Linked DNA regions of Mus musculus: all the other regions are linked to region 1. A link is a contact called in public HiChIP or PLAC-seq data. All regions are on one chromosome and are shown on one strand. The core of a region is the stretch at or near the end of the contact, and the rest is flanking DNA. Distances in the headings are between cores, read along the strand shown.

What was found. HiChIP or PLAC-seq counts read pairs in DNA pulled down with a chosen protein or histone mark.
Region 2: a contact with region 1 is called in an H3K4me3 HiChIP or PLAC-seq map of bone marrow-derived macrophages, with 5 times the contacts expected there. The contact joins the promoter of 1700112N08Rik here to the promoter of Acad12 in region 1. A contact is called at or near these places in 2 of 115 datasets of contacts at active chromatin or transcription factors (bone marrow-derived macrophages and pancreatic cancer cells).
Region 3: an H3K27ac HiChIP or PLAC-seq map of extraembryonic endoderm stem cells shows a contact between it and region 1, with 4 times the contacts expected there. The contact joins the promoter of Ppp1cc here to the promoter of Acad12 in region 1. A contact is called at or near these places in 2 of 39 promoter capture datasets (the HPC-7 cell line and embryonic stem cells) and 2 of 115 datasets of contacts at active chromatin or transcription factors (extraembryonic endoderm stem cells and pancreatic cancer cells).

Annotation. Positions count from the first base shown.
Region 1 is chr5:121,616,578-121,620,662 of GRCm38.p6, reverse strand. It overlaps Acad12 (acyl-Coenzyme A dehydrogenase family, member 12), which reads left to right and starts at 1,725. Exons shown (of 11, transcript NM_178799.3): 1 at 1,725-1,892.
Region 2 is chr5:122,273,460-122,277,544 of GRCm38.p6, reverse strand. It overlaps 1700112N08Rik (a long non-coding RNA gene), which reads right to left and starts at 2,222. Exons shown (of 4, transcript XR_878753.1): 1 at 1,996-2,222; 2 at 920-1,043.
Region 3 is chr5:122,156,455-122,160,539 of GRCm38.p6, reverse strand. It overlaps Ppp1cc (protein phosphatase 1 catalytic subunit gamma), which reads right to left and starts at 2,265. Exons shown (of 7, transcript NM_013636.4): 1 at 1,925-2,265. The coding sequence starts at 1,979.

The DNA.
Region 1 (4,085 bases), core at 476-2,975:
CAAGAGCAGCCAGTGCACTTAACTGCTGAGCTGCTCTTCTCTCCAGACACACACATGAAACGCTGCCCCTCAGAGCAGTTGACCTTCATCTCCTGAATCTCCTGCCTCCACCTCCCAAGTGTTAGCATTACAGATGTGACAGCATGCCCACTGGGGTAACCCTTTCCACGACAATTGAGGTGAACTAATATTCACTGGTCATTAACACATTTTGTTGGATGGGTCAACGTGTCAGGAAGTGGGATACAGTTGTAAGTGACTGAAGTGCCACCAAGTGAGGAAGTTCAAGGTGTATCAAGCACCCATTCCATCTTTGCTCGGTCATGAAGAGCAAGGAGAACGCAGGAGTAGGCAGAGGCAAGAAGGAAGCACCAGTCTACCTGCCTCTCCTTAGTCCTGAAGAAGCTGGCAGGTGCAGAGGGGCATGTGTGTAGGGGGCACTCAGGGGAGACGTGAAGGACGCCAGAAGCTCAAGGCTAGCTTTGCTTGCATGAGTGCCAGATCAGCTGGATTTATGTGGTGAGGGCTTGCTTTCCATCTTAGAGTCGTGATTTATAGTATCTGTCCACATGTGTGTGCTTGAGTATATTCTATACAACATGTGAAACAATACTTGTAGAAGCCAGAAGAGACCTTCAGATTCCTGGTTGTGAAGTAACACCCAGCTGTTCAGCCTGGGTGCTGGGAACCAAACCAGTGACTGCAAGTGCAGGAAATGCTCTACCTGCTGAGCACCTCCCTGGTCCCCTAGTTTGCTTTAGAAACGGGTCTCATGTAGACTAGGCTAGCCTCAAGCTTTCTATATAGTCAAGGATGACCTTGAATTTCGGGTCCTCAAGCCTCCAACTCCCTAAAACTAGGATGCACCATGTCTGGTTCAGGCAGTGCTAGGAATTCCACCCAGGGTATCCTTTTTGGGGCTAGCCTCGCTTCTATGCTAGGCAAGAATTCACCAACAGAACTACATCTCTGACCTGAGACCTTGCTTCCATTAAAACAACAGACAGACAGGGACTGAGAGTTTAGGGGTAGAACTGTACTTAGCAAGGAGAGAGGGAGAAAGAGACAGAAGAAAGGAGAGGAAAGGGAAGAGGACAGGAGGAGACAGAAAGAAACTAAAAGTAGAGCTAGAAATGGCTGCTGTCGTAGGCAGAGCAGCTGCCCAGGTGGACAGCGGCTTCCCGGCACCGATGCCTGTGCAGTAGCTGTGGCAGACACTGGACATGTACCTGAGTCTAGAAGAAATAAGTAAAACCACACTCTTGTGGCACACAGTGAGGACATGCTGACACTGCAAACCATCCAAGAAGACATCAAGTGTTCAGAGTGACTGAAGCTCCATCCAAAATCCAGTTGGGATAAAGGCTTGGACGACCGCCACACTTGGACGTGACCTCCTGTCTTTTCTGGCGTGAGATCAAGCTGTACCCCTGGCTGCCTTTAAACTCCCAATCTTCCGATCTTTAGCTCAAAGTACAGAATGATCGGTGTGGCCAGTCACCTGCTCGGAGTGGGCCCCGGTGGCCGGACGAGCCCACCGGTGGCAGCGCCGCCACCGCCTCAGCAGCGGCAGCCCCAAGTGGCCGAGTCACAACCTCCGCTTCCGTCTGTCGGCCGCCGTCTCTGACCCGCGGGGTCGCGCACGCGCACCCGCCGGCGGGAAGAGGCGTGGCCCAAGTCGCGCATGCGCTTTCGTCAGTCGCTTCTGCCCCCCCCCCCCCCCCTTGGCTGACCGTCTGGACAGTGTCCGAGGAGCGTGCGCAGTGCGCGCTGAGTCTTCTGGTTTGTTTTGCATCTGACTCCTCCATTTGTCCTCCCTAGTTTTCCCGCAGGGTTCACCGTGAATCAGAGGGTTCCTGGGTCTTCGACCTCAGGGTTGTAACTTTCTGCAGGTATGACGATGGGCTGGCTAGGAGCGCAGTGGCTTCACAGATAATCCACTGAGAGCCGAGCACTGCGGGGCTGCGTGGGATGATGATTTTGCGGACACAGAAAACAGCCCCAGAGCCGGGTGTGGTGGCGCACGCCTTTAATCCCAGCACTTGGGAGGCAGAGGCAGAGGCAGGCGAATTTCTGAGTTCGAGGCCAGCTGGTCTACAGAGTGAGTTCCAGGACAGCCAGGGCTATACAGAGAAACCCTGTCTCGAAAAAACTTAAAAAAAAAAAAAAAAAGAACAAGAAAAAAGAAAAGAAAACAGCCCCAGACAGGACAAGCTTTGGCACTCGTGCGATCCTGAGCTCTTAATGCATAACTGCACGGTTGAGAAATGAAACGATGTATAGAGACAGGGATACACTGGAAAGCCTAGAGGTCATGGTTAAAATTGGTTTTGTTGTTGATTCTGTTTGGTTTTATTTTGTTTGTTTTTATTGGTTTCTTCTCCCAGTCAGAGTTTCTCCAAGTACGCCTAACTGTCCTGGAACTCACTCTGTAGACCAGGCTGTCCTCGAACTCATAGATCTGCCTGCCTCTGCTTCCGGAGTTCTATACAGTCCTGCCCCACCACCTTCTGGCCATTGTTTAATTGTTTTGAGACAACGTCTGGTATAGCCCAAGATACTGAGAACCCTATATATTGGAGAAAAAATAAGCTGTGTTCTCTATGTATTGGAATCGGATGTCCTTGAACTTCTGACCCTCCTGCCTTTTCCACCTCGCCAGTGCCAGGGTTACAGACTTCTGCTGAAGGCTTTGTGCTTCACAAGATAGCAGGATAGAACTAACTCAAGATTGTCCTCTGTGCAGGTGCTATAGTGAGCACACACACTGAGGAATGCACTTCAGTGGTAGAATGCTTGGGTTATAGCTCTGAGTTCAGTGTCTAGTATAAACACACAAACACACATGACATAATCGACATAATGTCCAGTACACACACACACACACACGAGAGAGAGAGAGAGAGAGAGAGAGAGAGAGAGAGAAAGAAAGAGAGAGAGAAAAGCCAGGTAAGATTAGTGCGTATTTGGAGAAAAAAACATGACACGACAGGGCAGATAATATTGTGTACATGCTATAATGTAAGAGGTCCAGGAGAGGCCATGTATACAAATTGTACCTTTAACAGGAACATACAATATATAGAGGTGTTCACACTATTTCCTATGTAATATGTCTCATACCCTTTTAATGCTAGGGTTTCCCAACTTCTGTTCACATTTCACGTCCTGATACCACTTCTGGGTGCGTGTATGTGTGCCCATGAACCATAGACCACAGTAGTACTCTCAACTCATGATGACCACCAAAAAATTTGCATGGATCTAGCCAAATCACACCTCCCTCATGGAGAATAATGGGAATATATGAAAATGCACCATGCATCCACAGAGTGTAGATCATCTGACTGTGTCAGACACTAGTTTATGGTGCTGAGGTTGACCTAGAGTCTCCAACATGCTAAGCACAAGCCATTCTGCTGAGGCACACCCCCAAGTCAAGTGTTAGATAACCCTAAGTAGTGTGACACACACTAACTTGATAGCTCTACATTCTGTATCTTAGGCAATGGTAACCTGCCCCCACCTTTGCAATAGGTACTGTAATTGTCCCCGTTTTACAGAGGAAGAAGCTGAGGCTCAGAGAGGCTAACATATCTAGGACCTCACTGTCAGTGGATAGCAGAATCAGATTTGGAAACCAGTCAAACACAAGATCCCTTATGTCTTTACAACACCATGTCTGTAATATAAAACTATACACCATGTGGTCATTTATGAAATATGATCGAGGCAGGAAGCCTACATTAGTCTAACCTCATTCTGATTGACAAGGAGAAAACAAAGATGCTCTGTGGTATAGAAGATGCCAGTCCCAGGAAACTAGCATTGCTAACCAGAAGTGGACAAGGAGTCATCCTGGATCACAGCCACTCAAACATGTCCCTAGCTCTTCCCTCCCTGCACCCTCTCTCCCTTTCCTTGCTGGCTAGCCTGGGCTAGCTTGGACATTCAAGGCTGCCCTGCTTCTGCCTCTGCCTCTGCCTCTCATGTGCTAGGGATACAGCCATGCATCCTCAGGACTCCATGCTATTTTCTGATCTATCCAGTTTCTCATCCTTCAGGTCATTTAGCCTGAGGTGCTG
Region 2 (4,085 bases), core at 973-3,472, 660 kb before region 1:
TGTGATTTTTGACAGCTGCAGATAGTTTCTGCGACTGGGTGACATTTGGACTTCCGGGAACTTTTCAGAGAGTATAAACATGCTAGGGCCCCCAAACTGGTGGTGGATTGTTTTGTGTGTCGGTTGGTTGCTGTAGGTCATGGTTAAGTAGTCATGTGCAAAGGAGAAAAAATAAATAAATCAGATATCTTGACTTCCAAGATAAAACTTGTCCCAAGGATCTTGAATGCTCTAATTAGCAGGAAGTAGTCTGAAGATAGCATCTATCACTTCCCCCTCGATCCTTTTTCCTCTGCTACCTAGAGTTAGGGGGTTGAAAGGGTAGAAGTAAGAAGAACCCACAAAGTAACCAAAGGTAGCTACAAGTGCCCACTATCACTCTTGAAAATGTGTTACTTCACTCTGTAACCAACTCTGTACTCTGTGCCAAATGAAGTAAAAAAGATAAACCAATCAACAGAACTGTCTGGTCCCAGCTGCCCTTATTATTCTCTTTAATGTTTGGGCAAAATGGAAGTTCCACCAAAGCAGGGAATTATAGCCATTGCCTCCCTTCCCTGTGGCGCTTCCTCCCAAGGGTCCAGTGGAATGCCTGCTATTTAACAGACACTAAGTGTAGCAGTGAGTCCCCCTCCCCCCCCTTGCCCTCATCCCCCCCCTTCCCCCTCCCCACCCACTCCCCAGCTACAAGGCTTTGTGCTCCAGGCCTGTGGAGCTTCCACCTGCCCAGGGAATCTTTGGATCTGCTAATGAAAGACACACACACACACACACACACACACACACACAAACACACACACACACACACACACACATTAGCTTACTGTTGAAATGCCTTGGTTACCTCAAAGGCTTGGCACTCCTACACCTTCCCCTGCTACCCCAGGCCCAATCAGGGAAGTGGCCACCAGTCACCCACCTGAATTCTCACGTGGCTGGTTGGCTTCCTCACCTGCAGCCCCTGGGCCCCATCATTCTTCTCCAGTCGGGGAAATCCTCCTTTCTCCCCTCTGCGTCCACGCCCTCCAAACAAGGACCTTTAGCTTTTGGAAACAGAGATTCCTGGTTGAATCAGAGCATTAGAACCAATCTCCAACAACCAAGCAAGCATCTGGGGACAAACCTAACTTGGTAAAAGAACCTTGGCGGTCACACAGAACAAGCAACCTGTTTTCCACCTGAGGAAAGTGGGTGAATAGAAAGTCTATGCCACCACACTGTGGAGGTACATGCTTGTAATCCCAAGATTCGAAAGTCAGAGGCAGGTAGATATCTGTGAATCTGAGGCCAGCCTGGTCCACACAGCTCCAGGACAGCCAGGGTTACATAGTGAGACATTGCTTTTTTTGTTTTATGATTTTTTTAAAAATTGAGTGTAGTGGCACACAACTTCAATCTAAGCACTTGGCAGGTAGATCTCATTAGTTCAAGGCCAGCCTAGTCTACAGAGCAAGTTCCAGGATGGTCAAGGCTAGAGAAAACCTAGTCTTGAAAAGAAAAGAATTTTTTTTAATTTAAATTTAAAAAGGGAACAAAATCCGAAAAACTTCTCATAAGAAGCCAATGGGTAGTTGGGTGTTGCTGGTCTGAACTGGAGACCTGGAGAGGGGTCTCCAGGAAGTTAATGACTAGGAAGGAACTAGGTGCCATCCATTCTTGGTAGTTGGTTCACATTGCTTTGCTGGGATGTGGGTGGAAGGTGGGGAGGTCATGTTTTCCCCTCCTGAAACCCATCGCCTCCTCTCAGCTCTCTGAGAATAGAATTTGATTCTCTTGGAGAAAAAGTAATCCACTATGTCTGAGATTTGTGTACTTGGACCAATGTTCCAAGAAGCGACACACTGGAGCTGGAGAGACACCTTATTTGGCAAGCATGAAGACCTTAGTTCGGAGATCCGAACTAAGCACTGACAAGAAAGTTGAGCCCAGTGGTTTGTGCACCTGCAATCCCCCAGCGCAGGGGAGGTAGAAGCAAGAGGACCCCCTGGTGCTTACTTGTGAGCTCCGGGTTCGGTGTGAGATACCATCGGAAAATTAAGGTAGGGATCAATCGAGGAAGATACCTGATGTTAACGTCTGGCTTCTGTACACATACCTATGTATGTGCACGTGCACTAGAACCCGTGCGCGCACACACACACTCAGAAATAAGTCAACTCACGCGCAAAGTGGAGACATGACCCATCTGTGGCCAATCAGCATCCTAGTCTCTTGGTCACAGTCATTGGCTTAAAGAGGAAGGACCTAACTAGTGTCAAACCGATGAAAGCGATTTTGAGATCGTGTAGAGAGTTAAGAAGAGTCAATGCCCAACCAGCGCCCTAGAGCAGGTGGGATGCAGGCTTGGGTCTCCGAGGGCTGCCATCTTGGCTACTTGATTAGAACCAACTGTGACATTCATTGAAGCCCCTTCTAAAATCCTGCGGGCCTCAAGAGAGGATCAATCACATTTTGCTGAGTTCCCCCTTGGACTTAAGCCTCAGGCTTTGACTTGCAAAACAAAGCGGCCCGACAGACACAACACGTGACCAGCTTCCATGGCTACCCTAACAGTGTCAAGAACAAAGTTCCTACCACAAAGGCGGCTGTGTGGGAGGAGCTTCTCTGCTCATTTGCATAGAGAAGTGGGAACAGGTGCCTCTCAGGGCCCCACTGAAGGAAATTTCTGACTTCCTGCTTCAGTCTCTGCTCCAGATACAGCAAGCTCCTGATTGGAGGGCTTGGAAAAGATGCTGGGTGTGTAGCCTGTCTCTTCCACCTTTTTGACCTCGATCTGTCCTGACCTTCAGACACGTGCGTTACGTGGACACCTGTGGATTCCTGGTCCCTGTAGTAACCCAGCCCAGGTCTGGCAAAATCAGTTTGATCCCGAGAGGTTGTTTCTGACCAAGCTGGGTCTCCTTTGAAATTTGAACATCAATGTTAGTGCTTAGATTTCTAGTGTCCTGATTTGGACGTCAATGTTAGCAGTACTGCCACTCCACAAAACCCCTCGTGTTCACTGATGTTTCTCTTTTTGGAGAGCTTCCAGAGGCCGACTTTGGGAGCCTAAAATAACACGTAAAGGTCAGTTGTTGTTTTTTTGTTTTTTTAAAAATACAATCCAGGGGGGTTGGTGGGATGGCTCAGTGGGTAAGAGCGCCCGACTGCTCTTCCGAAGGTCCAGAGTTCAAATCCCAGCAACCACATGGTGGCTCACAACCATCCACAACAAGATCTGACTCCCTCTTCTGGAGTGTCTGAAGACAGCTACAGTGTACTTACATATATTAATAAAATAAATCTTTAAAAAAAAATACAATCCAGGTCTGGGGTTTAAAGGTAATTTAACTGTGAGTTAGGATTCTGGGACTGGGTGGTTTGAGATAGCTAAAATTGTTCTGCTAGGTTTTAACTGGTAACTACCTAAGGACCTAAATTTTTGGATTGAAGAAACCATTCATTCCCACCTCCTCTTCCTACTCTAAACTATGAAAACTGTCCTCAGGTTGTACAGTGGGTCTCCTGGGTGGGTCTAGGTGCTCCCTTCTCTGACCAATAAAAGGTCTGCTCTTGCTATTAAGGCAGATCTGCATTTATTTACCTCTGCCAGTTTAATTCTTACTTTGCGGATCCCAGGGGTCAAACTCAGGTTATCAGGCTTGGCCCCAGTCTTATTTACTGAGCTATCTCACCCGCCCTACCCGTCTCCGCAGCCCCCACCCCCCATCCTTTTTGGATGATGCTGGGGATTGAACTCATGGCCTCCTGAAAGCTATGCAAATGCTATCCGTGTACTACTCCAGCCCTTTCTGCCTAAACATAAACGAATTAATTAAAAACTTGAGATTTAAGAAATGAAAAGGGTCAGATGAGCAGCTGGTATCGAAAGTCTTTAATCTCGGCACTCTGGAGGCAGAGGCGGGCAGATTTCTGAGTTCAAGACCAGCCTGGACTACGGAGCAAGTTCCAAGACAGTTAAAGCTACACAGAAAAAATCCTGTCTGAAACCCCTGCTCCCAAAATAGACTAGTGAAAGTAGTGAGTGTTTCCTTGACTTTTGCCATGAAGCAGAAGATGAAATCCCAAAGGTGAGCTGAGAGAGA
Region 3 (4,085 bases), core at 1,016-3,515, 540 kb before region 1:
CCACACTCGGAAGGCGGATTTCTGAGTTCGAGACCAGCCTGGTCTACAAAGTGAGTTCCAGAGAAACTCTGTATACAGAGTATACAGAGAAACCCTGTCTCGAAAAACAAAGACAAAAAAAAAAAAAAAAAAACCAACAAGAAAAGGGGGTGCTGGGGGAGTGAAGTGATGGTTCAGCCGCTAAGAGTGCTTGATGTTCTTGGAGATAAACTGGGCTCCATTTCCAGCACCCATATGTGACAGCTAACAACTATCTGCAACTCCAATACCCAAGGACCCAATGCCCTTTTCAGACATTCATAAGGGTAAGACATGCGTACGGTGCATGCATGTGCGCGCACATGCACACAAACAAAATACATACAGAAAATTTAAAAAAATAATTAAAAGAGGGAGAAAGGGAAGCTGGTGAGATGATTTAGTCAGTAGAAAATCTGCTTTGCAAGCCTGACCTGAGATTGATCCCCAGAATCCACACAAAGACGCCCAACTACCCTCTAACCTCCTCACGTGTGCTTTGGTCTGTATGTATGCACACACTGCATAGGAAAAAAATAAGTCAGGCTGAGTGGCCTATAAAATCTAGTATGTGAGACGAAGCAGAAGGATCAGAAGGTTAACTCAGCTCTGGCCCCTGAGAGAGACCCTGTAATAAAAGGAGGCATGGTAATAAAAATGCCTTTAATTGGGGAGGGAGAGGAAGAAGGATCTGTGAGTTTGAGGCTAGCCTGGTCTACACAAAGAGTGCCAGGATAACCACGACTGGAGAGACCATGTTTTAATGAAACCAAAGCCAAGAAACCCTATGTAAACAAAACATTAAAGAGGAGGCAATGCTCTGGGCAGTGGTGGCCCAAGCCTTTAATCCGTGCCCTAGGGAGGCAGAGGCAGGCGGATTTCTGAGTTTGAGGCCAGCCTGCTCTACAGAGTGAGTTCCAGGACAGCCCCAGGACCATACTGAGAAACCCTGTCTTGAAAAACACCCCCCCGCCCCCCGGGGAAATGCCCAGATTTTAAAAAGACACCTTTTCCCTTTTCTGTCAGTGATTTACTTGAAGACATCTACCACCAGAATTGCGCAGCTGTCCACCACTCCAAAAGTATTTTGGGCCAAAGCAAGCTAGTGTCAAGAGCCCAAATCAAGGTTACTGGATCTTCTCCTCTTTAGCTTCAGCGGATGTTGTGGGATCTGTGATTAGCAGGATCCAGACCTATGTCAAATTTGAAATCTCCAAAGTAGGAAACCACACGGCAGAAACCCCCAAGTCGGACAAAAGGAAAGCTGGGTTTTTGTTTTTGAACCTCTCCTCAACCACTGGACATCCTGGGTTCCCACGGGGTGAACAGTTGGAAGGCGGCAGGTTCTCTCTAGGTTCCTAGCTACCCCGGGGTTTGAAACCTGACTTTTAACTGTTAATTCTTGGTCCAGCGAGGTCTTGGGAGTTTCTCTTGCGAAACCCACTTCCAGGATAATAACAACACAGCACCTACCTGGCGGGTGCTCGCTGAACGCGGCAGCGTCCCCCTGTCCTCAGGGACACAACAATCTGATGATCAGAGAGAGCCACACTGTCACCCGGACTGGGTCCGTGTGCGGATGCACGTTCAAGGGGGAAAGAACGCTGGAGGATGGATGGCTTTGAGGGGAGGGTGGAGGGGGTAGGAAAATGCAGGAGACGGACTCTCATCGCACTGGGACGTCGTCCTGCCAAGCCAAGTCCCTCTGATGAGTCCTTGGACTCCAGATGATAAATGTGAAAGCAAGGACAGGGGAGTGATAAAAAATAATGGGGTCCCCAAACCCGGAGGCGCTTGTATGCGCGCCCCAGATCCAAAGCGGCTTCCGAGAAAAGACCGGCCCCTCCACTGGGCCTGATCCCCCACCGGCCGGGCCTGCCCCGCCACCCACCCGCGCGCCGCTCACCTTCCAGCAGCCGTTGGATGATGCTGTCGATGTTGAGTTTGTCGATATCCGCCATCGCCGTCCCGCCGCCGACCCTCCCGCAGCAGCAGCAGCAGCAGCGGCGCCGCCGCCCGCTCGCCCCGGGGTCTCACTCGTCCTCCTTCCTCACGCCACGAGCCCCACGAGCGGTGGTGGCGGCGGCGGCGGTGGCAGCAGCAGCCGCGGCGGGTCCACCCCCCCCAGCCGCCCCGCTCCGCTCCGGGCTTCCTCCTCCTCTCGCCACTGGGAACCACGAGAAGAACAAGATGGCCGCCGACTCCTCAGGCCAGCCTCGGGCGGCGCACGGATGCGCGCGCGGGAGTGCAGCGGCCCGGCCGGGACTTCTTTACGGGCCCATAGAGCGCGCGGGAAGGGGGCGGGGCCGGCGCCGGGAAGGGGCGGGGTTTGAGCGCGTAGGGCGGGGGTGGGGCGGAGCCCGGGCGGAGACGGTTGAGCGCGACTCCGCCACCGCGCGCGGGATCCTTCCGCCAAACGGGCGGGGGAAATAGACCCCCTGTGGCGGGAGAGGGAAGTTGTGAAGTTGGCGCGCGCAAGTTGAAGGTGGACTTTGTCAGTCTGCTGCGCGCTGCGAGGCTCACCAGCTCCTTCCGGCTCTGCTGCTTGGGGACAGAAGTCTGACCGACATGGCGGGGTGGGAGTTCAACACTGAATCACCCCTCGGAGCCAATCTGGGGTGGGGTTGCTTGCCTGTGGAGAATCATAAAGAGGAGGAGGTTGGAACGTTGGGGATTCAAATACTCTGGCACATTGGTGAACAAGAAGAGCTAGATATACGGCTCCGTGGTGAGAATGCTTGTCGAGTATGTGTGAGACCTTGGGTTCAATTCCCAGCACTGGCAAAATTTCATAATACTGCAATAAAGCATCTACGATACAATATTTGGAAAAAAGAAGCCCCCAAGATAAGCCAAAAAAATGTTAATCCACTGTGAGTGGCACATTAAGTAATTTGTGTGAGCTTCTTGTGTGCGCTAATGCTCTTTTACATTTTAGAGAGAGGTTGGGAGAATTCTGTAAGGGTTGCTACTACCTATCTTTTGAATTATCTTTCTTGAACTCAGAAAGTTATATAATAATTTAAGAGATTTCCCCTGTATTTAGCCGGAGCTGGGTTGAATGAGCGTGCCGGAGCAGATAAAATGGGAATTTGCACATTTCCTGGGAGGTTGCTGTGCGTGCGCTCTGGGCCTCAGCGCATTCATCTGCTGCTTGCCTCTAGCTTCCTTGACTCCCCAGGGGCACCCCTTCACCTGAGGGGTCCCCAACTCTGCTGCCTCGCAGGCTAGCTGCCTATGGAAGAAAAATGCACACCCATCTGACCCATTTATCTCTTCCCAGTAGCACGCCAGAAAATTTACAAAATGTTCTCCCCCAGCCCCACCTCCAGTTCATGTTTCTCAAAGCAAGAGGGATGGATCTGAGGATTCCTTTCCATGAATGCCTTGCAAGGTTGTCTCCCCATAGAGAGACTCATTTTCTACAAGCTCTGTCTTCCCGTGGCCCCGCAGCATGGTGTGTGATGCACCCATCTAGATCTGAGCCCTTTTCCTGATGCTAGCCCCCGACAGTGGGGTTTCAGGATTCTCCCCAGCTCTCCTCAGCCCTCTGCTCCACTTTGCCCACTCACCAACTCATTGTCCCAAGCTATGGTTTTGCACACCATTACACAAATGGTCATTCATCACCCCAAGGCAGCTGGTGCACCAGGCTTCTTGACATCCTGGGGTCGATGCTAAGCCCTGCTGTGAATCTGTGGAGGTCAATGTGGTCTTCACTGAGTTTTTGGAATCTTGGACTCCCTCCAGGGCAGGGTAGCTTCCCAGGGACACCATAGGGCCAGGGATATGTAAGACTGATTCACAAGGAGTGTCTATTCTGGGTGGAGCAGGTTGAGCAAGACAGAGAAAGCCTTTCTCTCCCCCGGGAGACTCATTTTGTGGGATGGAGAGACAAACACACACCACTCTTACTAGTATGAGCCAAAATCTGTCTCTTTGTGGGAGGCTATCTAAACAGCTCTGCAGACAAGAGATTCCCTCCATGCCTGCCAACCAATTAGAGTTCCATGCCCCACATCCTAATGGAGAGAGAGGAAGCTACCACAGGTTGTCCTCTGACCTTC